3 separate regions of the Sus scrofa genome follow, and all the other regions are linked to region 3. A link is a contact called in public Hi-C and HiChIP or PLAC-seq data. All regions are on one chromosome and are shown on one strand. The core of a region is the stretch at or near the end of the contact, and the rest is flanking DNA. Distances in the headings are between cores, read along the strand shown.

What was found. Hi-C and Micro-C count contacts between places; a contact is called where the count stands out from the background. HiChIP or PLAC-seq counts read pairs in DNA pulled down with a chosen protein or histone mark.
Region 1: a Hi-C map of liver shows a contact between it and region 3, with 2.3 times the contacts expected there. The contact joins two enhancer-like sites. A contact is called at or near these places in 3 of 47 Hi-C or Micro-C datasets (embryonic fibroblasts, fibroblasts and liver) and 2 of 2 datasets of contacts at active chromatin or transcription factors (alveolar macrophages and skeletal muscle).
Region 2: a contact with region 3 is called in an H3K27ac HiChIP or PLAC-seq map of alveolar macrophages. The contact joins two enhancer-like sites. A contact is called at or near these places in 3 of 47 Hi-C or Micro-C datasets (embryonic fibroblasts, epiblast stem cells and fibroblasts) and 2 of 2 datasets of contacts at active chromatin or transcription factors (alveolar macrophages and skeletal muscle).

The regions. Positions count from the first base shown.
Region 1 is chr2:117,153,514-117,158,253 of Sscrofa11.1, reverse strand. All of the region lies in intron 3 of LOC106509522 (a long non-coding RNA gene), which reads left to right. Among named protein-coding and RNA genes, the nearest start is that of EPB41L4A, 79 kb to the left of the region's middle. Within about 2 kb of position 1,498, at least 10 of the 83 cell types and tissues checked have an H3K27ac peak or open chromatin away from gene starts, as enhancers often do. A contact at or near this core is called in liver, where this site is marked.
Region 2 is chr2:117,097,956-117,102,415 of Sscrofa11.1, reverse strand. The region is part of intron 3 of LOC106509522 (a long non-coding RNA gene); the gene reads left to right. The region is part of intron 2 of LOC106509521 (a long non-coding RNA gene); the gene reads right to left. Among named protein-coding and RNA genes, the nearest start is that of APC, 110 kb to the right of the region's middle. Within about 2 kb of position 2,310, at least 25 of the 83 cell types and tissues checked have an H3K27ac peak or open chromatin away from gene starts, as enhancers often do. A contact at or near this core is called in alveolar macrophages and skeletal muscle, where this site is marked.
Region 3 is chr2:117,032,965-117,037,222 of Sscrofa11.1, reverse strand. No RefSeq gene overlaps it. Among named protein-coding and RNA genes, the nearest start is that of APC, 50 kb to the right of the region's middle. Within about 2 kb of position 2,747, at least 78 of the 83 cell types and tissues checked have an H3K27ac peak or open chromatin away from gene starts, as enhancers often do. A contact at or near this core is called in alveolar macrophages, liver and skeletal muscle, where this site is marked.

The DNA.
Region 1 (4,740 bases), core at 249-2,748, 120 kb before region 3:
ACCTTGTGAAACTGAGCTTGACAGCTCTCTTGGCTGCTTGGAATTTTTTTTGTAGCTAACAAAGACAGTATCTTAACTTTTGGCAGAAGCCCGTGAGACTGGAACAAATCCATTTAGGGCCCCTTAAGAGACAGTTTGTGGGGAATTATGTTCCCTTGGTAAATTCTGGTCTGTGTTACAGCAAGTTGTGAAGTTTGGCTTCCTATGGACTCATTCGATTTTTTTTTTTTTTTTTTTTTAAGGTATTAAAAAAAAAAAAAAGCCACACATCTAAACACTAGGTGGCAGCCTTACCTTTTGTGTCACCAGTCAAAGCCCTGATACAAACTCTTAATAATTAAGAAAATAAATTACACCATCAAATCTCAGCCTTCCTCTCCCATTTTTTAATTTAATATTGGCATCCAAATATAACAAACTTTCAAAGGCCATTCTTAAAGCAGACCCATAGCGTACATAGACTTGATTTTTTTTTTTTAAACATTTGCCCTATTGCCTACAGCTCCACAATTGCTCTAATTCTTTTTTCCTGGGTGATATTAGTGGATTAAACACTTGTTCCAGGAATGGAGGATTCTCTGGCAAACAAAAGACAAGGGCCTTGCTTTTGTGGAGCTTATATTCAAGTAGACAAGACAGTAACAAGAAATGAGCAAGTAGGAGTTCCAGTAGTGGCTCAGTGGTTAATGAATCAGACTAGGAACCATGAGGTTGCAGGTTTGATCCCAGGCCTTGCTCAGTGGGTTAAGGATCCGACGTTGCTGTGAGCTGTGGTGTAGCTTGAAGACGCGGCTCGGATCCCACGTTGCTGTGGCTCTGTCATAGGCCGGCAGCTACAGCTCTGATTCCACCCTTAGCCTGGGAACCTCCATATGCCACGGGTGCAGCCCTAGAAAAGGCAGAAAGACAAAAAAAAAAAAAAAAAAAAAAAAAGAAAAAAAAGAAAAAAAAAAAGAAATGAGCAAGTAAATGAAAATAACTTTAGATAATAGAGCATAATGTCATAGCAGTTGGGCATAAGGGGAAAGGGATGGTGGTCAGAAGAGGCTTCTGTGGGGGCTGTATGTGACTGGAAGCCGGAATGAAGGAAGCAGCCAGCCAAGTCAAGAGCTGGGGGGATGGTGGTCCAGGCAGAGGAGCACGTGCAGCAGCCCCGGGCAAGGACAAGCTGTGGTTGTTGAAGAATTAGAGGCTTTCTATTTAGGAACTGGACGGTGTGGCTGGAGCCTGGTGGAGTTGGGGGTGGGGAGGGAAGAATAGGCTAGAAGATAAACACGGGTCAGACCACATAAGGACAGCTGGCCAGGGATGGAAACAGAATTGATTCCAAGCTCAATCGAAAGCACTGGATAGAAGGGCAGAGGGAGCAGAGTTCACCGTTGCTATCGTCACAAAGGAGAATGTATCGCGCTTCTGACAGCACTCACGGTGGACTGATTATTAGCAGATTTCATAGACATGCTCCTACCCTAGGACCTCCCAACACAGAGCAGACCTCGAGGGCACAGCGCCCCCCAGTGAAGCATCATTCTGAGTGTGGATCCCTGCAAGGAGAAAGCAGAAGCTGAGGGGAGATCTATATTTGGAAACACTAAACACTGACAAGCATCCATTTGCCTCTGAAAAAGTATTTTGACCCCTACACCTCTTTTATGCCAGAAAGAAAAATGAAAGAGGTAGAATTTTCCCATCACGAGATGCACAGATCAAATTCAGGCTCTAGGACTGCTGAGTTCTGCTTGACTCTTTTTGCCTGGCATCTAACAACGGAAGCTTTATGATAAGAGATGCTGGCAACAAATTGATAGGAGACAGTCTATTTAGTGCACTGACTGAGGCATTTCAGTCGGAAAGCAAACATCTAAAATAAACAGCCTTGCTCAGCTGGCCCTAAGATTTTTTTTTGATATAGTCACACCCTGAGTTGTTTATGGGCTATGCTTCCCACTTAGCCTCATGGCTTGACCCTGAGCAGCATCTTGGGAGGCTGTGAGCAGAAGGCCAAGGAGGAGGCTTTGCTTCTTGACCAAACAAAACAAAGATGAAGGTGCTGGGCTGCATTTTCCTGCCAGCTGCATATGTGCACACAGACACGTATGCCACCCTTTAATGTCTTTTCCCCCCTTTTGAACTTGCTCTGTCTCAGTGTCATCAGCTGAGGAGCTGGCCCATTCAAGTAAGTAAATGAGGAGTGTGTATTGAGTGGAGGGTATGTCCAAGTGGAGAGAAAATGCCCATGGAGAGGAGACAGCCACTCCCCACCCCCAGCCAACTGTTGCCAGGCACGAATGTGGGGCCTGATGTTATTGATATCCTGATTATTCTAGAAAAAAAAATGGAAGTCCAGATTTTTATGTGAAGTCTCCTGTCTTTTAAAATGTTTGCAACTGATTCAACTTGAAAAAAAATCTTATATAACAAACTAAGGAGGAGTTCGCATTGTGGCTCAGTGGTAACGAACCTGACTAGGATCCATAAGGATGCAGATTGAATATCCCTGGCCTTGCTCAATGGGTCAGGGATCCAGCATTGTTGTGAGATGTGGTGTAGGTCGCAGACATGGCTCGGATCCCACATGGCTGTGGCTGTGGTGTAGGCCGGTGGCTAGCGCTCCAATTCAACCTGTAGCCTGGGAACCTCCATATGACGTGGGTGCAGCCCTGAAAAAACAAAAACAAAAACAAACCTGGGGAATATAACAAAAGAGAAGCAGACTTACAGAGAACGAATAGTGGTTACCAGCTGGGTGGCAATATAGTGGTGGTGGTGGGAGGTACAAAGTGCTGGGTGTAGGATGAGCTCAAGGATGTATTGCACAGCACAAGGAATATAGCCAATATTTTGTAGTAACTGTATGTGGAATGTAACCCTTAAAAATTGTATAAACACTTTTTAAATTCTTAAAAAATCTTGATGGCCAAATAAATCATGTCTATGGGCCTAATAGGTCCTGTGGGCCCCCCATTTGTAACCTCTGCTTCAGTCATTTATTTTCCAGTATTTATTATAATTTCAAATGTATTGGAGTTCCCTAGTGACCTGGTGGGTAAGGATCTGGTATCGTCACTGCTGTGACTATGATTGATATGTTCAGTCCCTGGCCCAAGAACTTCCACATGCCGCAGGCATGGCCCAGAAAAGGTAGACAAGTTGAATAATTTTACAACGAACACTTCTGTACATCTACTACCTAGATTCTACCTGCTTTATTACATATCTGTTCAGTTACTTACTGTAATCAGATTTTAACTGTATGGAAATTCGAAGGGACAGGAAAGAGGAAAAGAGAGGGTAAGTCCTGTAGAGGTGACTCTAGTTTCAAGCCCATTTCTTAAAATTCAGCCTCAGGGCGTTGGGAGGTGGGAGGGGAGGGGAAATGGCTAATCAATCGGCATAATGTTTCAGCTGTGCAAAATGGAAAAGTTCTAGAGATCAGCTGTACAACTTTGTACCTAGAGATAGCAACTGTATTGTACACTTAAAAATCTAAGAGGCTGGATACCATGTTAAGCATTCTTACCACAATAAAATTAATAATAATTAATAAATTTTTAAAAATTCGGCCTCTTTTATTTGCCCTGTTTTCTGTTTGACCATTCTGTATGCTAACAATGAAAGAAAGAGAAATTAGGGGAGCAATCCTGTTTACCATCACATCCAAAAGAATAAAATACCTAGAAGTAAACCTACCTAAAGAGACAAAAGACCTGTACTCTGAAAACTGTAAGACACTGCTGAAAGAAATCAAAGATGACACAAAAAAAGGAAAGACATACCATGCTCTTGGATTGGAAGAGTCAATATTATCAAAATGACTATACTACCCAAGACAATCTACAGAAATGAAAAGACAACCCACAGAATGGGAGAAAATCTTTGCAAATTAATCCACTGACAAGGGATTAATCTCCAAAATTTATAAACACCTCCCACAGCTCAATACCAAAAAAACAAAAAACCCCATCAAAAAATGGGCAGAAGATCTAAACAGACAATTCTCCAAAGAAGACATACGGATGGCCAAAAAACACATGAAAAGATGTTCAACGTCACTCATTATTAGCAAATCAAAACCACTATGAGGTACCACCTTACACCAGCCAGAATGGCCATCATCAAAAAGTCTACAAACAATAAGTGCTGGAGAGAGTGTGGAGAAAAGGGAACCCTATTATGCTGTTGGTGGGATTGTAAACTGGTACAACCACTGTGGAAAACAGTATGGAGATTCCTCAGAAAACTAAACAGAACTACCATTTGATCCAGCAATCCCACTCCTGGGCATCTATCCAGAGAAAACCATGACTTGAAAAGACACATGTACTCCGATGTTCATTGCAGCACTATTTGCAATAGCCAAGACATGGAAACAACCTCAATGTCCATCAACAGAGGACTGGATCAATGGAATATTACTCAGCCATTAAAAGGAATGAAATAATGGCATTTTAGCAACATGGATGGACCTAGAAATTATCATGCTAGGTGAAGTTAGACAATGAGACACCAACATCAAATGCTATCACTTACATGTGGAATCTGAAAAAAGGACAGAATGAACCTATTTGCAGAACAGATACTGACTCACAGACTTTCAAAAACTTACGGTTTCCAAATGAGACAGGTTAGGGGGTGGGGGGATGCACTGAGGGTTTGGGATGGATGTGCTGTAGCGTTTGGTTGTGAGGATTGTCGTACACCTTTAAATGTAATAAAATTCATTAAGTAAAAAGTAAATAA
Region 2 (4,460 bases), core at 1,061-3,560, 66 kb before region 3:
TAGTTGTTATTTTATTGTGCTCGTGAGACGAAGTGAGCTCAAGTCTTTCTACTCTACCATTTTGTCTCATTATTTCACTATGTTTAGTTTACACTTTCCTTCTCAATAAATAGAAAGCTAAAGTATTCAAAGTTATCCAGGGTATAAAGCCGTGATGTCCTGGAGTGCGTTAAGGAGTACTGGTCTCAGGCTTTGGATCTTAATTTAGGACACAGCATATTTTCAAAGGTTGTCAAAAGATAGTTTTAACTTTAGGGCCAAAGAAATCTAGAAGGCTGTTTTTAAGGATGCTGAGTCAGGAGGTGAGGGTTAACAACATCCTGAGAAGACTAGTAGGAGCACTTGGGAAAACTGACTTCTACATGTCTAGTCTTATCTCCCTATTCTGGTTCCTCTTTAAACGAGGGCTGCCAGGTCTCAGGGACACCCAGTATCATTATTCACAATATTTCTTTTTAGTCCATGTCCTTGAATCCTATAAACTAGTTTAAAGGAAAAATCTTTTATTCTCTTTGGTTTCTTGCTCAGATTGTTCTAAAAAAACCTCTTGTTCTTTAGCTTATATCCACAACATCCCCGGCAGAAGCACCACAGGGCAGAGAGCAGGGTGTGGGGGCCAGCAGCAGATTACACCAAGCCACAGGGCATCTCCTGCAGTTCCAGTGGCATTTGGTCTAGTAGTTTCAGACACCTGGTCTTTGGCTCAGTGGAGAGTGAGTCTGTGTGAATGGGAGCAAGTGAGCACAGACCAGGTGATTCTGAGGCACACCAGGGGGCTTACCTGAGAAATAACCTTTTGTATAAAATTATAGAAGCGCCTTACTTTCTGAATGCTTAGAAACAGAGCTTCCAACATTCCCGTTGCCTTAGTTCTTCTAGCAGGGTTTGAATCAGACATTCTTTTCCTGATGACACACATTTTACAATGGCCTCAAAAAATAACAGAATCCCACAATGGCTAATAATAGGGGTTGTATAATAATTTTGTATTTTCTTTGTGGCACAGTAATCCTACTAGAGTTATCTCTCTTTTTAAGATAATTATAATATTAATAACATTTAATATCACTACTACTGAGATAGTCATGTTGAAATAGTCAATGCAGTTCAACATTCTCAGACATTTTCCAGAAGGATTGGATTTTTTTAATGTAATTAAATTCAGTTACAGATTGTTTCACTGAGATTGCCACCACTGGTTTGTGGTTTGAAAATTCCTTCTAAGTGACAGCTCAGAAGCCAAACTCACACCACCGAAAACAGCCGATTATACTGGCTTCTTTAAATATACACAGTATTTCACTGAACCAGAGAATTTTACTGTTGCAAATGGTACCCTGAAAATTATCCCACCAAGCCCCATCATTTTGCACATGAGGAAAATGAGGTTTAAAAGAGGGAAGGGACTTTCCTAAAGTTATACAAGTGGTTAAGGGACAGAAGTGAGACTCGCAACTACTTTCCTAATTCCTAGTCTATTCAGAAGCTCAGTCTCTATAATTATACTTTTATTTATAAACTCTCTTAAGATACTTTCCTTGCTTCCAGTATAATTTAATTTTTTATAGTGGATAATCTGGAGAAGATAAATTTAAAATACTCATATTTTTGCTTTGCAATTTTTTCCTTTGAAGAAATAAATTCAATACCTCTTCCATGTTGACCCCATCTTTTACCACTAAATAGTCATCATTTAAAAGAGGATTGCTAAGGACTTAAAAAATGTTTATGGATCTCTACTGTGTTAGCTTTGTCTCGATAACTTTCCCATTCAAATAAAAACAATATATGGGAGGTCTGAGTGAGGCCTGGAGCACCCACCTCACTCTGTTTAATGCACCATCATATCCAGACCTGTCTCCAAATCCTCTGTGCCTTCGTCACCACAACATGGTTTCATACAATTCACTCAAGTGAAATTCTTTGAACAGTTGTTAGGGTGGGAAACTCAACATCCCAGAATAGTGACAACAGAGGTGGTAGTATAACAGCTGGTAGAATTGCACTGCCAGCCAAAGCTGACATTCTGTGAGTCTGACTCTCAAGTTACTGTTTCTCTGATTTGGATCCAGGACCAAAAGCTTAGAACCATGAATACCTGATTCAGTGTGAAACTCAGAGACACCCATCCTCTAGCCTAACTCATAAAACCAGATGACCCCTGAAATCTTCCTATTTGCTAATTCTTCTGGTCTGAGTGTTTTCCCCCTGCCAGTGGGAAAGCAAGGGAAGGGCCCTAGTGGTAAGCAGGGCATCAGATTATACATGGTGACTGGATATCAACAGGCAGATGGCATTGTTTTTCTATCAAAAGAGGAAGGAGAAGGAAGGTGGGGAGGGGCACAGGGTACAGTGTGGCTAATACTGCACTGGCTTGACCTCTGTCCTGATGAAGTCATGTTTCTAAAACTGCCATTCAGGACTTCCGATTTCAGCCATAACATGTAAAACAGCCATACTCAGAGATTATCTTGACATGAAGCAGAGCAGGAAATTGAAGTGGGGGAGGGCATTTTCATTGTGTCTCTTGGCAGCCAGGCTGACAACAGTCAGAGGTGGAGGTAGTAATTTTGTGGGAGAGGCTTAAGATAAGTGTTGTGTGTTTTCACATGTCTTTTACAGATTTTTCAGTTCAGGCATGTGAAATATTGAGTTGGCCCTTACATTTATTGTTTCCTTGAAATCCAACCCATCTGGGACAAAGTAGTCTTGTTTGGTCACATCCCACTGGAAAATTTGTTCAATGTCTTTTTCTTCCCCCAGAGAACACAGATTTTCTTTGTAACAATTCATTCATTCATTTGTTTATTCTTTCAATAAATAATTTCTGTGTATTGGTACTTGCTAGGTTCTTGGGATATACTGGTGATTATAGCTCCCTTCATAAAGCTGAACGTCTTGTGAGGGAAAAATACAATCAAAGAAGTCTGGACAATAGAGTATTAAATATTACAGTAAGAGAAGAGAAGGGATGAATAGCTGAAACACTCATCTTTTCTATTTCCTGATCTAAAAAATGGGCATGATAAGAATATCTACCTCTGAGGCAGGCAAGAGAACCAGATGGAATGGTGTTAAAATAATGGTTAAGTGGAATGACTCTTAGTTGTACTTCCTAGTCAAATCCCCCCCCGCCCCGCCCCATTGAAATCATTTAAATGCTGCTGAGAAGTTTTGTAAGAACACTTCTCTTACGTTGAGGGCCCAGGCTCTGGTTCCAGAAGATACAAGAGGCTGGTCAGGCATCATCCACTAAGTGCCAAACAAAATCTTATACCAGCCTCTGTGGATGAGTTACTCCCCATGAAAGCCCTGCTCTACTAGATGTCCGTGCTCCAGAGCAGATTGCATGGGCAAAGGCAGAAGTCAGTCACATGCAAAGGCACAGAAGAGTGAGGTCCTTCAGGTCTGAGCTCACTGTGGACCTGCCCCACCCATCTCTACTTGCCTGGCTTCCTGCCTTTCACTCAACACTGCTCACAGTTGTCATCATCTATTTGTGGGATCATTTTGATCCATCTCTCTCTTCCCTGGTAGAAAGTGTGCTTCACCAGGACAGAGCCCAGGGCTGTCTTACTTTTCACTATATGTACCCCAGCCCCAGCCTCAATCCTGGACAGGTGAATAGCACTGCTTAACTGATGGTGCCTGAATGAATGACAGAATGCGTGGTACTTACTTTGTATCACGCTCTTAGGAAAATATCACTTTCTAGCTGAACAATGGTTTCTGCTTGACATTTCTCAATAATGAACTCCTACAAGATTGTTCCTGTAGGAGCAGGATGAGGCAGTCACCCAAAGTGAAAGCTCAGGTTGAAAGGGGTCAGGACAGACACCCAGGGTGCCTTTTAAGTGCCTAGAGCCAAAAATTCCAGAAAGAGCCTTACAGCCCACCTCCAGCTGGGAAACATTTTCAGAAATGAGGGAAACACATCCTTTTGAAAACAAGGGGCTTTTTCTGTTTGTTTTTGTTTTTTTGCTTTTTAGGGCCACACCCGTAGCATGTGGAGGTCCCCAGGCTGGGGGTCTAATTGGAGCTATAGCTGCCAGCCTATACCACAGTCACAGCAACACAGGATCCAAGCCACGTCTGCAACCTACACCACAGCTGCGACCTACACCACAGCTCACAGCAACACTGAATCTCTAACCCAGTGAGCGAGGCCAGGGATCGAACCCACAACCTCATGGTTCCTAGTTGGATTCATTTCTGCTGTGCCACGATGGAAACTCCGAAAACAGGGTATTTAATGCCCTTTTGTGTCTGGAGAGGAGTTTAGCACCCTGTGGTGAGGTGGTTCTTTCACCAGGGGGTCTTGCTAGACTCCGCAGTGTGTCCTGCAAGAAGGTAATAAACATGCACCCTTGGCTCCTGGTGTCTGTTTTTATGCCCTGGTTGTGTGTAGTAGTTTTAATGGGAAGGGGGAAATGGAAATGTGTTTTGAGTATGTGTTTTTT
Region 3 (4,258 bases), core at 1,498-3,997:
ATGGTAAAATGAGCTCTGCTCTAGTCCAAAAGAAAAGAATGACAGCAGTTTCTCATCAGGCCCTTCGCTGAGTTCGTACTCTAGAATAGTCATATGATGGGCATTCTTAAACGGAAGTAGCTGAAATTGCTAATGAAAGCTTGCTAATGACAGACTCAAATCACTAAATAAGCTAATCTCCAAGTCCAGCTTCTCCTGATGGGAAGGACATGGGCTTTAGGGTCAGCCCTCTCTCTTAATGTATGACCTGGACAAGTGATTTAATCTCTCTAAATTTTTCTACGCATAAAAATTAGGATCACTACCTAGCAGGGCTGCAGTGAGGATTAAATATCTAGCAGAGCACAGAGCACATATGGTGGGTATGCCATTAAAATGAAGCCTTCCTCCTCCCAGTCCTGCAAAAATATGCAGAATACAATTTCTGCCCACTACCCCATCATAACCTATGCCTCTCCATTTCATTCTCTTCCTCTCTTTCTAAAATTCCTATTTATAATCTGGCCTAGGAAACAAACAGGAAATGCCTGCATTTAAATTTTAAAAACGAACAAGTGCAAAACAATGGAATATAGTACAGACTACTTCGGTGCTGACAAACTTCCACATTCATTAGTACAACGAACACAGAGTGACCACCAATGCCAGGCAAGGTGCCCAGCATGGGGTATTCACTGGTACAGGAAACATCTTCCCATCCTCATGCAGTTCAGTTTAGTTGGGAGACGGTGAAGTAACAATGAACATATAATTTTAAAATAGCTTGAGGGCCCTGGAAGAAATGATCTGAAGCAATGAGACAGACATATGGGAAGGCCAGAGGGAGACAGTTTAGGAAGGATGGCCTTTCTGAGGTGACATTTACACTGAAACTGAGGAAGTTCCCATCAGTCCTAGCTCAGTGGAAACGAATCTGACTAGCATCCATGAGGAAGTGAGTTCGAGCCCTGGCCTCGCTCAGTGGGATAAGGATCCGGTGTTGCCATAAGCTGTGATGTAGGCTTCAAACACAGCTTGGATTCGGCGTTGCTGTGGCTGTGGTGTAGACCAGCAGCTACAGCTCCAATTCGACCCCTATCCTGGCAACTTGCATATACCTTGGGTGCCGCCCTAAAAAAGAAAAGAAAAAAAAAAAGTAAACTGAAACCTGAAAGATGACAAGGTAGGCATGTAAAGAACAAGCATGTATACAGTGAGGCAGTCAGGAGCTAGAAGTGTTTGAGGAGCAGTTCAGGTGGTGTCAGCAAGCTCAAGGGGCCACTTGGAATAAACTCCAACTCTTACCATGGCCTCCACACCCTGCCTTATTTGGCCCCTGCCCCCTCCCGACCTTATCTCCTCCCCGGGGGGTCCATACCACCTGTTAGGTCCCTGTCACATTCCCACCTCAGGCCTCTGCTTTTGCGGTTGACTCTGTCTGAAAGGCTCTGCCCCCAAATCACCTCTGGCCCCTACAGTCAGGCCTCAGATCACATGTCATCTCTGGAGAGAGAATGCTAATCACCAACTCTCCATCATCTTTTGGTAATTTGCTCTCTTCCTATCCCTTATCACTATCAAACATTATGTAGTTTTTTCTTTTAGTCTTTGTCTATTCTCTCCCCTAGAACGTTAAGTCCTACGAGTTTATATTTCTCACTGCTATGAACCTAGAACCATATGTAGTATATAATAGGAACTCAAATAATATTATTTGTTGAATTAACTTTTAATGAAATAAAGCTAGAGTAGATAATGCAAGGTAAAGAACTGATCAAATTGTGTGAGAGGGAAGACTTCCTGGAAGAGGTTATATTTTGAATTAAAATTGTGGGGGCAAAAAAAAGCAGGTGGTGTGCAGTTACAAAAGAAGAATTTTGGTAATTACCCGCTCATCTCTGTCTGTTTCACTAGGTTATGAGCATCTTTAACGCTGAATTATGAATTATCCAGTCTTAGGAATCTATCACCAGCGCCTAGCCTGGGACTTGGCACACAGTGGACACTAGATAGGTTTTACACAATGAGTGACTATGGGGTGCGCAGCAGGGGTCTATTAATTTGGTTTCAGTACAGTTCAGGACAGGCGAGTAGGTCTAATAACTCTTGAGAGTCGAGCTCCCACACAGCACCGCACACTGGGGAAGACCGCAAGGCAGATCCTCGCGGAGGGGAGCGCAGCGGCCAACGCGGCTGCGCATCACAGCCCCCTCTCCGCGAGGCTGCGGGACGCCGGCAACCTCAGCGCACGCCTGCGCACTGCACTCTTCCCGCCTCCGACAAGATGGCGGAGGCCAAGTAGCGAGGGGGCGGGGTGTGGCTGCCGGAAACCCGGCCGCTGCTGGGGGGAGCTGCGGGCGAAGGCCCCGGAGCAGCGGGCCGCGGTTGGCGGGATGCTGTTCCCGGGAAGCGCTGCAGGCTACCGGTGAGAAGGTGAAGCACAGAGTTGCCTTCCCGAGCCCTTAGCTCCCCCTATGTACGCTTCCCTCGGCTTGGGTCCGGTCGCCGCTTTGCCTGCTTCGGTACCACCCTCTCCTCTCGCGTCCTGGAGCTCCGGCAGCGGCTGGAGCTGTGTCCGGCAGGAGAGGAAGCACCCCGGAGGCGTCCGTGCATCTGTCCGCGGGGCGAGCGTCTGGCAGGTGAGTGAAGCTGCAGGCTTCGGCGTCTCCTCCCTCGGCAAAGCTTCCTCGGCTTTCCCCCGCCGTTGCTCGAGACCCTAATGGTGCCCCGCCAGACTCCGCCGCTCCCTTGTCTCCACGTCCCACCCCCTCCCCGCCCCGCGCCCCCTCTCAGGCCTCCAGTTGGCCCCTGGCTTTGCAAGTCCTCCATTCTCACACAGCGGGTGGGGGTCGCGACGCCTGTCGCCCTCCGCACCTTTCCAGGATCCTGGTGAAGCTTCACCTCTGCAAGCGGTCTCTCTCCTTCGCGGAGGGTGGGTGGGTGGGTCGTCCGCCCCTCCTATTTTAGTCGCCTCCCCATCTTCCTGGTTTCGACCCTCTGGCTTCCTTTAAAAGTTTTTAGCTGTCTGGGAAGCTTACCCGATAGCCTAGCATATAGAGTTACAAAGAAAAAGCTTGTTACCCAGAGGCCAGTGGATTTTGTTCACCTTGGTGGAGGAATCCAGTCCTCAGACTGGGCTCGTTTGGGACAGTTTAACTCGGCCCATCGAACTCCTGCACAGGGGAGGATGGTGCCTGTGATGGCAAATCATCTTTCATCTAAATTAATGTTTTTTTTCTGACTGTAGCAAATCTTTAGTCCCTAAACTATTTTGAAGCGGGGGCGTAAGTTACTAGGTCAAGGGAAAGAATTGGGAAGTGATGGTTTTTTAAAAAGGCGGCTCTACCAATGTTAAGAAATAGAATAGCACAAGAAAGGGTAAGTGGTGTAAGTGATTCTTTTATTCAGCGTTTAAATTGGCTACTGAAGCTTTAGAATCCCGAATTGTCTAACCCCTTTGTTTTATTTTAGAAAGGAATAAAATGGAGAAAAAGCTTTTTAATCTCAAAACTTCCCAAATTTCTTGGATTCTCAGTTGTTGGTACTACTTAATCTGATGTTTTTAAATAAAATTTAGGCAGCCCCAGTCGTATTTCTCTTTCCTTTATTACTGAGGCAAGAGTAATTAGAATTAATGGTATAAGAAACTGCCCTAAATAACATGGTACCTTGCCAGAGTTTGTAAGTGCAAACTGCAGGATGGAAGTGGTAGTCGAGGAAGTTACCATGGGTGATTCTCCCACCTTTTCCTGTAGTTGAATAACGGGTTGAGAAACTGCCCCCCCCACGAAAAAAAATAAGATTATAAATATAAATGATATCTTGTCCACCGAGATTGCAAGTGGGTGGACTTTTTTAGCATTAATAATAATGAGTGATATAATTTTGTTGAAATTATGCTAGATGCCCTCCAAAGTTATTAAAGCATGGACGATCCTTGCCCTATTGGAATTGTATACTGAAAATCTTTGTAACACGTGGGTTATAATTGGCCTGGCAGATTTTACTAATGACACACGGTCTGTTTTTTCTTTGTTGTAGCCTTTTTACCTCTTAATGAATTTATTAAATTTGGAGTTAGAATTGTTCATTTTAAAAGAAGAGGCGATACAGAGTTCCTGTTGTGCCTCAGTGATTAATGAATCTGACTAGGAACCATGAGGTTGTGGGTTGGATCCCTGGCCTTGCTCAGTGGGTTAAGGATCCGGCGTTGCCGTGAGCGGTGAGCTGTGGTGTAGGCCAGCGGCTACAGCTCCGATTAGACCCCTAGCCTGGGAAC